Regions from separate parts of the Muntiacus reevesi genome. Here region 1 is linked to region 2. Evidence: chromatin contacts called from public Hi-C data. All regions are on one chromosome and are shown on one strand. Each heading gives the region's core, a stretch centred on a gene start, on an enhancer-like site or on the middle of the called end of the contact. The rest is flanking DNA. Distances are from core to core; before and after follow the strand shown.

What was found. A called contact is a pair of places that touch in the nucleus more often than the background predicts.
Region 1: a contact with region 2 is called in a Hi-C map of muscle, with 8 times the contacts expected there. The contact joins the promoter of NDUFB6 here to the promoter of CCDC25 in region 2. A contact is called at or near these places in 2 of 3 Hi-C or Micro-C datasets (blood and muscle).

What each region holds. Positions count from the first base shown.
Region 1 is chr17:10,814,308-10,819,276 of mMunRee1.1, forward strand. It overlaps NDUFB6 (NADH:ubiquinone oxidoreductase subunit B6), which reads left to right and starts at 2,463. Exons shown (of 4, transcript XM_065908434.1): 1 at 2,463-2,767. The coding sequence starts at 2,588.
Region 2 is chr17:10,395,297-10,400,282 of mMunRee1.1, forward strand. It overlaps CCDC25 (coiled-coil domain containing 25), which reads left to right and starts at 3,488. Exons shown (of 9, transcript XM_065907885.1): 1 at 3,488-3,599. The coding sequence starts at 3,572. It overlaps ESCO2 (establishment of sister chromatid cohesion N-acetyltransferase 2), which reads right to left and starts at 580. Exons shown (of 11, transcript XM_065907989.1): 1 at 494-580.

The sequences.
Region 1 (4,969 bases), core at 1,213-3,712, 420 kb after region 2:
GTGGAGCATCTTTTCGTATGCTTACTTTCCATCTGTATATCTTCTTTGGCGAGGTGTCTTCCAAGATCTTTGGCCAGTTTTTAAATTGGGTTGTTTGTTTTCTTATTGTTGTTTCTCTTAATGTATAGGTTTTCTCTCTCACCTCCAGATAGTCTTTTTAAAGAATCTGTGCTACTTGTCTGAAGTTTCTACAAGTTAGATTTTTCTTATTGTATTAATATCATTCTGATATTATTCCTATGTTTCCTGTAAATGAGTGGTTAGATCTAGAAACTTGATCAGATTCAGCTTCAGTTTTTTGTTTAGCAAGGCTTGTTCACAGGCAGTGAGGTAGTCTTCCACCAGGAGGCGCAGTTGCTCTCTGTCAAGGATGTCAACATCTTCATCTGGGCATTGATTAATTAACAAACTAATGTTTGCAAAATAGTAATATTCTAACTATGCCATCTATTCTTCTTTTATTAGGTTTTTATGATTTTTTGAATAAATTTCTCCTTATCAACTATTTTGTTAATTTATGATTTATATAAAGAGGCCAAAAAATGCTTGATTTTTCCTTTGCTTATTAGTTTTCAAAATAAGGAGTTGGTTCCCTAACACCCCATGGACTGGGGTCACAAAGAGTCTTACACGACTGAGCGACTTCACTTTCACTTTCCCTAACACCATCAAAAAGTGACCAATAAGGTTTTTTTTTTAATTATAGTGGGGGAAAAATCGATTTTTTTTAAAACCACAAATCATTTCTTAAATCATGTATGTAAATGTACCTGATATTTTTCATTCCATTGAAGTCACTATACTTATTGGTGCTCAAATCATTCCATCTTTGACCAGTGTAAGTCTATTCAAGTTGTCTCCTCAATCATTTTGACATGACCCTGTTGGTCTTTAAAAACCTCCCTGCCTTCGGCTAAGATAAGATGTTCCAGCCTTATTTTACATTTCCAACCCGAACCTGAAATTAGCTATTTCTCCAAAGTGATGGTTTTCAAAGTGTTATTGGGGAGACTCTGGGAGTCCCTGTGATCCTATCATGGGGTTTGTGTGGTCACAATTATTTTCACAAAAATACTAAGATGCTATTTGCTCTTTTATACTCTCTTTGTCTCACAAATATATACAGAGCTTCCCAAGGTTACATGATGTATGATATTATGATTGAATGTAGAAGCAGCTATAAGAATTCTGCTATCATTTATTAAGCCAGGCATTAGAGAAATTTACAATGGCACTCTTCTAAGTAGTTTTTCTTAACAGATATTTTGTTATTTTTACATGTTTTAATTTCTAATGCACTAAACATCAATAGATATAACCCACATCAACAAACTCTTTGGGGCCCCCTCACAATTTTAAGAATTTAAAGAGATTTATGGAACAAAATGTTTTGAGATCAACTACTCTAAGGAGCCTTGGTTCCTTTTAATGGAAGACAGTATTTAGAGATCACAATCTAGGAGCTAGAGATATTCATGGTTACTGCGTTGGCCATAGTCTCTAGGCTGTTTCATAGGCAAATTTATATATATTACTACTGTCCTCCCTTTTTTGGATAAAAGGTACTATGTACACTTCTCTCAATGTAGTTTTTCTTCACTGAACAATATATGTTTTCAAGCACTTCACTTCATTGCGTTATTTTACAATTTATTCAACTAGCCATTTGTTGAGGATTTCCATATTTTATTATATATGGTGCTGCAGTGAACAATCTTGCACGTACTTTCACTACTATATCTTTAGGATAGAATTCTAGAAATGAGAATACCGGATCAAAGGGTGAATGTGTACAACTCTGCTATATATTGAGATTCTTTTTACTTCTACAGTACAGATGAAGGGCTTCCCGCAGGAGCTGAGCGGTAAAGAACCCGCCTGCAATGCGGACCCCTGGGTCAGGAAGATTCCCCATGAGAAGGGTATGGCAACTCACTCCAGTATTCTTGCCTGGGAAATCCCACGGACAGAGGAGCCTGGCCGCCTACAGTCCAAGGGGTCGCAAAAGAGTCAGGCACGATTTGGCAACTAAACAGTAACAGGAACAGATGAAGGGACAGACTGAGACAGCTGCTCGGGGTCACTTTTCCAGTCACTGACAGAAGACAACGTGTCTCCACAGGCTCTGTAGGTCACGGGAAGAGGAATTCTAAGGTGGGAGAGCAACTAGAGAGTTTTACACTTGGACGTCACATTCACTGAGTCACATATTCTCATTTTTTCAATATCCAGCACGCCACTTCTTCTTCATCATAACCTCTAGTTCTCCGGCCTCCCATAGTCTTCAGGGAACTAAGCGCCCGCCGCCCCGCCCAGCTGGGCCCCGCCCCCGTCGCTTCTGGGCCCCGCCCCCGCCGCTTCTGGTAATTTGGAACAGTAAAGTCGGCGAGGTGCGCAAGGCTTTGCGCATGCCCAGCCACTATGCACAGGTTGGAGTCGCTCGGGGGCAGGAACAGAGTGACGTTATAACGGCGCGCCGCTCCCAGGCGTCCTCGCAAGGTCGCTTTGCAGAGCGGGAGCGCGCGTAAGTGACAAGACCTTGGTTCGGGTGCGCGCCGAGTCCTGCTGCCTTGGTATCCGCAGCGACATGTCGGGGTATACGCCCGACGAGAAACTGCGGCTGCAGCAGCTGCGAGAGCTGAGAAGGCGATGGCTGAAAGATCAGGAGCTGAGCCCCCGGGAACCGGTGCTGCCTCCGCAGAGGGTGTCGCCTGTGGAGCGATTCTGGAATAAATTTTTGCAAGACGGAGCTCTCTGGAAGAACGTGGTGAGTGACCGCCCTCCCCAACCCCACCCCTACTGGCTACTGAGACAACCTGCTCGGTATAGCGGCAGTAAGGACCGACTCGCTCTGCGCCCGGAAGTTCCCCAAGGGAGAGTCAGGTTCAGTCGAGACTTAGGCTTGTCTGGGACTCCGTCTGGTCCCAAGGGTCATGCGGTGGATGTCAGGAGTTCGGAGTTGTATGGCTTTGGGATTGTCCTGCCCTTTGGCTCTCAGGTGTGATGAGAAGGAGGCGAATCTTTGCCTAGATTATACAGGACGCTACAGGTTGGGCTTTTTTTTGACTGCGGAAATCTTTCCTCAGAAGGATGGCCAAGGATTCACTAGAGTTAAAATCCAATGATTTTAGTATCCAAGGACACTTGTGTGATTTTTGAGGTTGAGATTACACAGACCAACTAACACTACATTTGACCCAAAAGCAGGATAAGCCTCTAGCTGGTAATGTAGCTTCATGTTAATTACTGTAAGAGGTCCTATTGATATGCTGTTGATAGCTGTGAAAAGAAGAGAAGTGAAAAGCAAAGGAGAAAAGGAAAGATATACCCATTTGAATGCAGAGTTCCAAAGAATAGCAAGGAGAGATAAGAAAGCCTTCCTCAATGGTCAGTGCAAAGAAATAGAGGGAAAAAATAGAATGGGAAAGACTAGAGATCTCTTCAAGAAAATTAGAGATACCAAGGGAACATTTCATGCAAAGATGGGCTCAATAAAGGACGAAAATACTATGGATCTAACAGAAACAGAAGATATTTAGAAGAGGTGGCAAGAATACACAGAGGAACTGTACAAAAGGGATCTTCACGACCCAGGTGATCAGAATGGTATGATCACTCACCTAGAGCCAGACATCCTGGAATGTGAAGTCACATGGGCCTTAGAAAGCATCACTATGAACAAAGCTAGCGGAGGTGATGGAATTCCAGTTGAGCTATTTCAAGTCCTAAAAGATGATGCTGTGAAAGTGCTGCACTCAGTATGCCAGCAAATTTGGAAAACTCAGCAGTGGCCACAGAACTGGAAAATGTCAGTTTTCTTTCCAGTCCCTAAGAAAGGCAATGCCAAAGAATGCTCAAACTACTGCACAATTGCACTCATTTCACATACTAGTAAAGTAATGCTCAAAATTCTCCAAGCCAGGCTTCAACAGTACATGAACTGTGACCTTTCAGATGTTCAAACTGGTTTTAGAAAAGGCAGAGGAACCAGAGATCAAATTGCCAATATCCACTGGATCATCGAAAAAGTTCAAGTGAGTTCCAGAAAAACATCTGCTTTCTTGACTATGCCAAAGTCTTTGACTGTGAGGATCACAATAAACTGTGTAAAATTCTGAAAGAGATGGGAATACCAGACCACCTGACCTGCCTCTTGAGAAATCTGTATGCAGGTCAGGAAGCAACAGTTAGAACTGGACATAGAACAACAGACTGGTTCCAAATAGGAAAAGGAGTACATCAAGGCTGTATATTGTCACCCTACTTATTTAACTTCTATGCAGAGTACATCATGAGAAACACTGGACTGGATGAAGCACAAGCTGGAATCAAGATTGCTGGGAGAAATATCAATAACCTCAGATATGCAGATGACACCACCCTTATGACAGAAAGTGAAGAGGAACTAAAGAGCCTCTTGATGAAAGTGAAAGACAAGAGTGAAAAAGTTGGCTTAAAGCTCAACATTCATAAAACTAAGATCCTGTCATCCGGTCCCATCACTTCGTGGCAAATAGATGGGGAGACAGTGGAAACAGTGGCAGACTGTATTTTTTGGGCTCGAAAATCACTGCAGATGGTGACTGCAGCCATGAAATTAAAAGACGCTTACTCCTTGCAGGAAAGTTATGACCAACCTAGACAGCATATTAAAAAGCAGACATTACTTTGCCAACAAAGGCCCATCTAGTCAAGGCTATGGTTTTTCTGGTAGTGATATATGGATGTGAGAGTTGGACTATAAAGAAAGCTGAGTGCCGAAGAATTGATGCTTTTGAACTGTGGTGTTGGAGAAGACTCTTGAGAGTCCCTTGGACTGCATGGAGATCCAACCAGTTCATCCTAAAAGAGATCAGTCCTGAGTGTTTATTGGAAGGACTGATGCTGAAGCTGAAACTCCAATACTTTGGCCACCTGATGCAAAGAGCTGACTCATTTGAAAAGACCCTGATGCTGGGAAAGACTGAAG
Region 2 (4,986 bases), core at 2,238-4,737:
GCTTGTTTTCTTATTTACAAAATACTCTGACCGCCTAAGGCTGCGAGTAATAAACACAATCACGCATGTTAACTCTCGAGCAGATGGTATGTTGCTCAATAAATTTTCCCTTCCCCTTCCTCTCGGATCAAGAGTATTTTTAATACACAAGCATAACTTTCAAGTTAAACATAAAGACCTCAGTCTCTGGAAATTCGTGCCGAGCTGCAGCTTTAAAGACCTTTCTGAGGCTGAATGAGGAAAGACAGGAGAGAAAAGCGACCCTGTCCCCACACGCTGTCAGGGCAAAAAGGCGAGAAAACTCAGCGTCAGAAAGATGGAAACCCGGAGACCTGGAAGCGCGGACACCAGGTCGCTAGCTCTGGTCTCCAGCCTAGAATGCACCAAACACCGAGCAAAAGTTCTGTTTTTTTGACATTCACCCCCACGTTCCACAGAACCTCCTGGTCTCCTGGTTCTTCCAGATCTCGCCTCGGCCCCAGGCAGCACTTACCTGCTGGCACCTCAGACAAACGACCTCTCCTCAGCCGAGCCCGTAGTCCCCCACTGTATTCAAATTCTCGCGCGCCAGTCCAGGCGGAAACCGCTGCGTTTCGATTCGCCGCTTCCCAGCGTGTCCAAGGGCAGACTCGACGATTGGTTGTGCACCAGCGCTTGCCCCGCCTCGCAGGAGGCGGTCTCCAAGAGTCTCCCGCCCTTGCAAGGCTGAAGCCTCTCCCCTCGTGGAAACCACGTCTTCCAGAACCCCTTGCGGCAGCGCCGGGCTCCTTTCTGGAGGCCTTACCTAGGTGCATTCTGGGAGTTGTAGTTTTCCGCAGAACGACGGCGTTCCCTGTTACTCGATATATTGAGGTCACTTGCTGTTAAGATTTTTTTTTTTTATAGCAGCGTAAGAGTCTCAAGTTATTTTTCACATTTGGCGCTATAATGTTGGTGATCTGGTCGCTAAGTCGTATCCGACTCTTACGACTCGATGGACTGTAGCCTGCCAGACTTCTCTGTCCATGGGATTTTTCCAGGCAAGAATACTGGAGTGGGTTACCATTTCCTTCTCCAGGGGATCTTCCCGACCCAGGAATCCAACCCAGGTCTCCTTCATTGCAGGCAGATTCTTTACCGACTGCGGTACGGTTACTCTTTTTTCCTAGAGATGTTAGGTGAAGCAATCTTTTTTTCAAGTTAAATAAAAAATTAAATCACGGCAGTAACATCTACGTTCCAGGCATTCATGCACGTTTTAGTGTTTTATTTCACTCACCACAGTCTACGGGATATGTACCATCATTCCCATTTTATAGAAAATAAAACTGAGGGCCTGAAAACAATTACTTTTCATAGGATAGTGTAGATTCTTGCTTTGGAAAGCCCAAAAGTTCCTAAAGCACTTGTTTGTTATTCAGTTCAGTTCAGTAGCTCAGTCGTGTCTGACTCTTTGTGACCTCATGAATCGCAGCATACCAGGCCTCCATGTCCATCACCAACTCCCGGAGTTTACTCAAACTCATGGCCATGAAGCTGGTGATGCCATCTAGCCATCTCAGCCTCTGTCGTCCCCTTCTCCTCCTGCCCCCAATCCCTCCCAGCATCAGGGTCTTTTCCAACTAGTCAACTCTTTGCATGAGGTGGCCAAAGTATTGGAGTTTCAGCTTCAGCATCAGTCCTTCCAATGAACACCCAGGACTTATCTCCTTCAGGATGGACTGGTTGGATCTCCTTGCAGTTCAAGGGACTCTTAAGAGTCTTCTCCAACACCACAGTTCAAAACCATCAATTTTTCAGCACTCAGCTTTCTTCACAGTCCAACTCACATCCATACATGACCACTGGAAAAACAATAGCCTTGACTAAACGGACCTTTGTTGGCAAAGTAATGTCTCTGCTTTTTAATATGCTATCTAGGTTGGTCATCACTTTCCTTCCAAGGAGTAAGTGTCTTTTAATTTCATGGCTGCAGTCACCATCTGCAGTGATTTTGGAGCCCCCCAAAATAAAGTCTGACACTATTTCCACTGTCTCCCCATCTATTTCCCATGAGGTGATGGGACCAGATGCCATGACCTTAGTTTTCTGAATGTTAAGGTTTAAGCTAACTTTTCCACTCTCCTCTTTCACTTTCATCAAGAGGCTTTTCAGTTCCTCTTCACTTTCTGCCATAAGGGTGATGTCATCTGCATATCTGAGGTTATTGATATTTCTCCCGGCAATCTTGATTCCAGCTTGTGCTTCTTCCAGCCCAGCGTTTCTCATGATGTACTCTGCATATAAGTTAAATAAGCATGGTGACAATATATAGCCTTGACGTACTCCTTTTCCTATTTGGAACCAGTCTGTTGCTCCATGTCCAGTTCTAACTGTTGCTTCCTGACCTGCATATAGGTTTCTCAAGAAGCAGGTCAGGTAGTCTGGTATTCCCATCTCTTTCAGAATTTTCCACAGTTTATTGTGATCAACACAGTCGAAGGCTTTAGTGTAGTCAATAAAGCAGAAATAGATGTTTTTCTGGAACTCTCTTGCTTTTTCGATGATCCAGCAGATATTGGCAATTTGACCTCTGGTTCCTCTGCCTTTTCTAAAACCAGCTTGAACATCTGGAAGTTCTTGGTTCATGTATTGCTGAAGCCTGGCTTGGAGAATTTTGTTATTAGCTACTGTTCTTTGTATACCAGCTCCTAGTATACTCCCTGGCACATTTCTTAGTTCTAAAAAAATTTAGTTAAGTGATGCACTTAACTTCACATAATAAGATAATATAAATAATCAGGTTAAAGCGAAGTGCTGTTGCGAACTGAGTCAGATCATTCCCACTTTACAGCCGGAAGATCTGAGGTTCCCTCAGTCTAGTAGGTAACAGATGGCAGATCTTGGATTTAAAGGTAGAACAGTACAAGTCCAAACGCAGAGAGGCATATTGCCTCCGGTGAAACTCACTTATTCTAGCGTGTTCACCACGTCCTAAACCTTTCACACCTATTAACTTACTAAACCCTGGCAAAATAACCTGTAATTAACCGCTCCATTCATCCTCATTTTGCAGCTAAGTGCAGCAACCTAAAATGCCCAACAAGTGATGGAGCTAGAATGAGAATAGTGGAGGAATTTGGGTTCATTCAAAATTTAATGAGCTTCTATACTAAGTTCCAAGTACCGTGATTAGTTCAGTGAAAGCGCAGCCGTGAAGAAGGCAGGTTTCTACTTTTGAGGAGCCCAGATGCGGGTGAAAAGGGGCAAAGGCAACCAACTTGATGGCCCACAGGGTGTAGGTACTAAAAATAAAGCCAGGCAATGGCATTTTTCTCTTTAGTTTCCCCGCTTCGTTTTCCACCCACCAATCCTCCTTCCTCCATCCTCTTTCCTTTGACCCCCAAGTAAGTAGAGTTTTGAGCGCGCAGACACCTCCTCCACGGCCGAATTGAAGATGGCGCCGGCGACCGGCGTTATGACGCGACCCGACGTCAGCCGGAAGTGCGTGGAGCAGTTCCGGGAAACGCGGCCTCCGCGCTTCCGGCATCCTGAGCTTCCAGGTTTGAATCCTGCTGCTGGGCGCTCTAATTGTCCCACCGCCGCTGGGATCATGGTGTTCTACTTCACCAGTAGTAGCGGTGAGTGGTCGCCGAAACCTTCCGGGTCCCTACCTCGACTGTGGGGCTCCGAAGCCGAGACCTCGAGGCCACCGCTAGCCTGGCCCTTAAGTGCCTTCTCGGCAGTGGGTGCTTCTTCGCTCGTCCTGATGGTCTCTCCACCGTGTCCGTCCCAGTCCTCCCAGTGTGCCTCCTCGTCAGTGCCTGGTTGGCGGGGAGGGAGCGTAGAGGGACCATCCCCTGTGCTCTCTTTGCCTCCGGGCGATCTTCTTTTCCCTCAATCAGAAAGACCTGTCGCTACCTGGCATTAGGCAGTTTGTGGACTTATTCACTACCATCGTGAAGTCTTCTCTTCCCCACCCACCCCCGTAACATTTAATCTTGCTGCTCTCTGGTAAGAAGGGAGACACCTCAACAACTCTACCTTACAGAAAGTGCGCTTTACCCTTCCCGGAAAGGGTTATTGGGTTTGGATGCTACCGAAAGACTCTGGAGTGGCGAGACAGCCACTCATTGGGCAGAGTTAATGTCCCAGATTTTGAAAAGTGACACGATAGTTTCTGATTTGTCTTTGGCAGGCAAGAAAAGGGTGTGTTTAGTTCCCAGAAACTGCAGTGTCTTCGTTTCTCTGCCAATATTTTTCTCTTTGCCTTAAATCAATCCCCCAGTTAGCTGCTTCTCCCCAGAGACAGCTCTCGCCTATCTTTTCCAAATGCCTTTCTTTCCTTGTTCCCACCCCAGGATTGCTTAGGTATATCTCTTGGAGGAATCCCCTTAACACAATGCATACTTTCAGCATTGCACTTATCATATGATGTTAAGCTTTTGTCTACATGAGATAGAGTGTAAGCCCGTTGAGGGCAGGTACAGGACCTCCTTGTTCCACTAGCATAATGCCTGGCTCTTAATAGTAACTCAATAAATACTGAATAAATGAATGCTATTTTTTTGACTAATAGCAAGACTCTATTCTATTGCTACTCTCTGCCTCCTTGGTAAAGGTGAGATTTAAGTGAAACTAACAACATGGTGGTTATGTGGTTTGAACAGGGTGGTACTTGCTCTTTAGATTTGAGAAAGTTGAAGCCCAGGAAAGTTGTAACTCACAGAGCCCCTCCTCTGCTACTCCATCACATTGTCACATCTCATTTTTCTCAATAGTTTAGGCTTCCACAGTGTGCTATAAGCTATTTCTCTGTTTCTGTGTGCTTGGTTTTTTCTTATCCATATTATTAAAATTGCTAGAAACAAAATTCAAACTAGCTTGAAAATCATTATAAGCTCCTAATTGCATTTTTATCTGCTGTCTGTCCTGTTCTGCCCCTCTGTCATAATGTAACCTAAGCATCTTTTTGTAGCTTCTCCACTCACGGGAGTCCTTGACAACATAGTTATCCATACAAGTCCA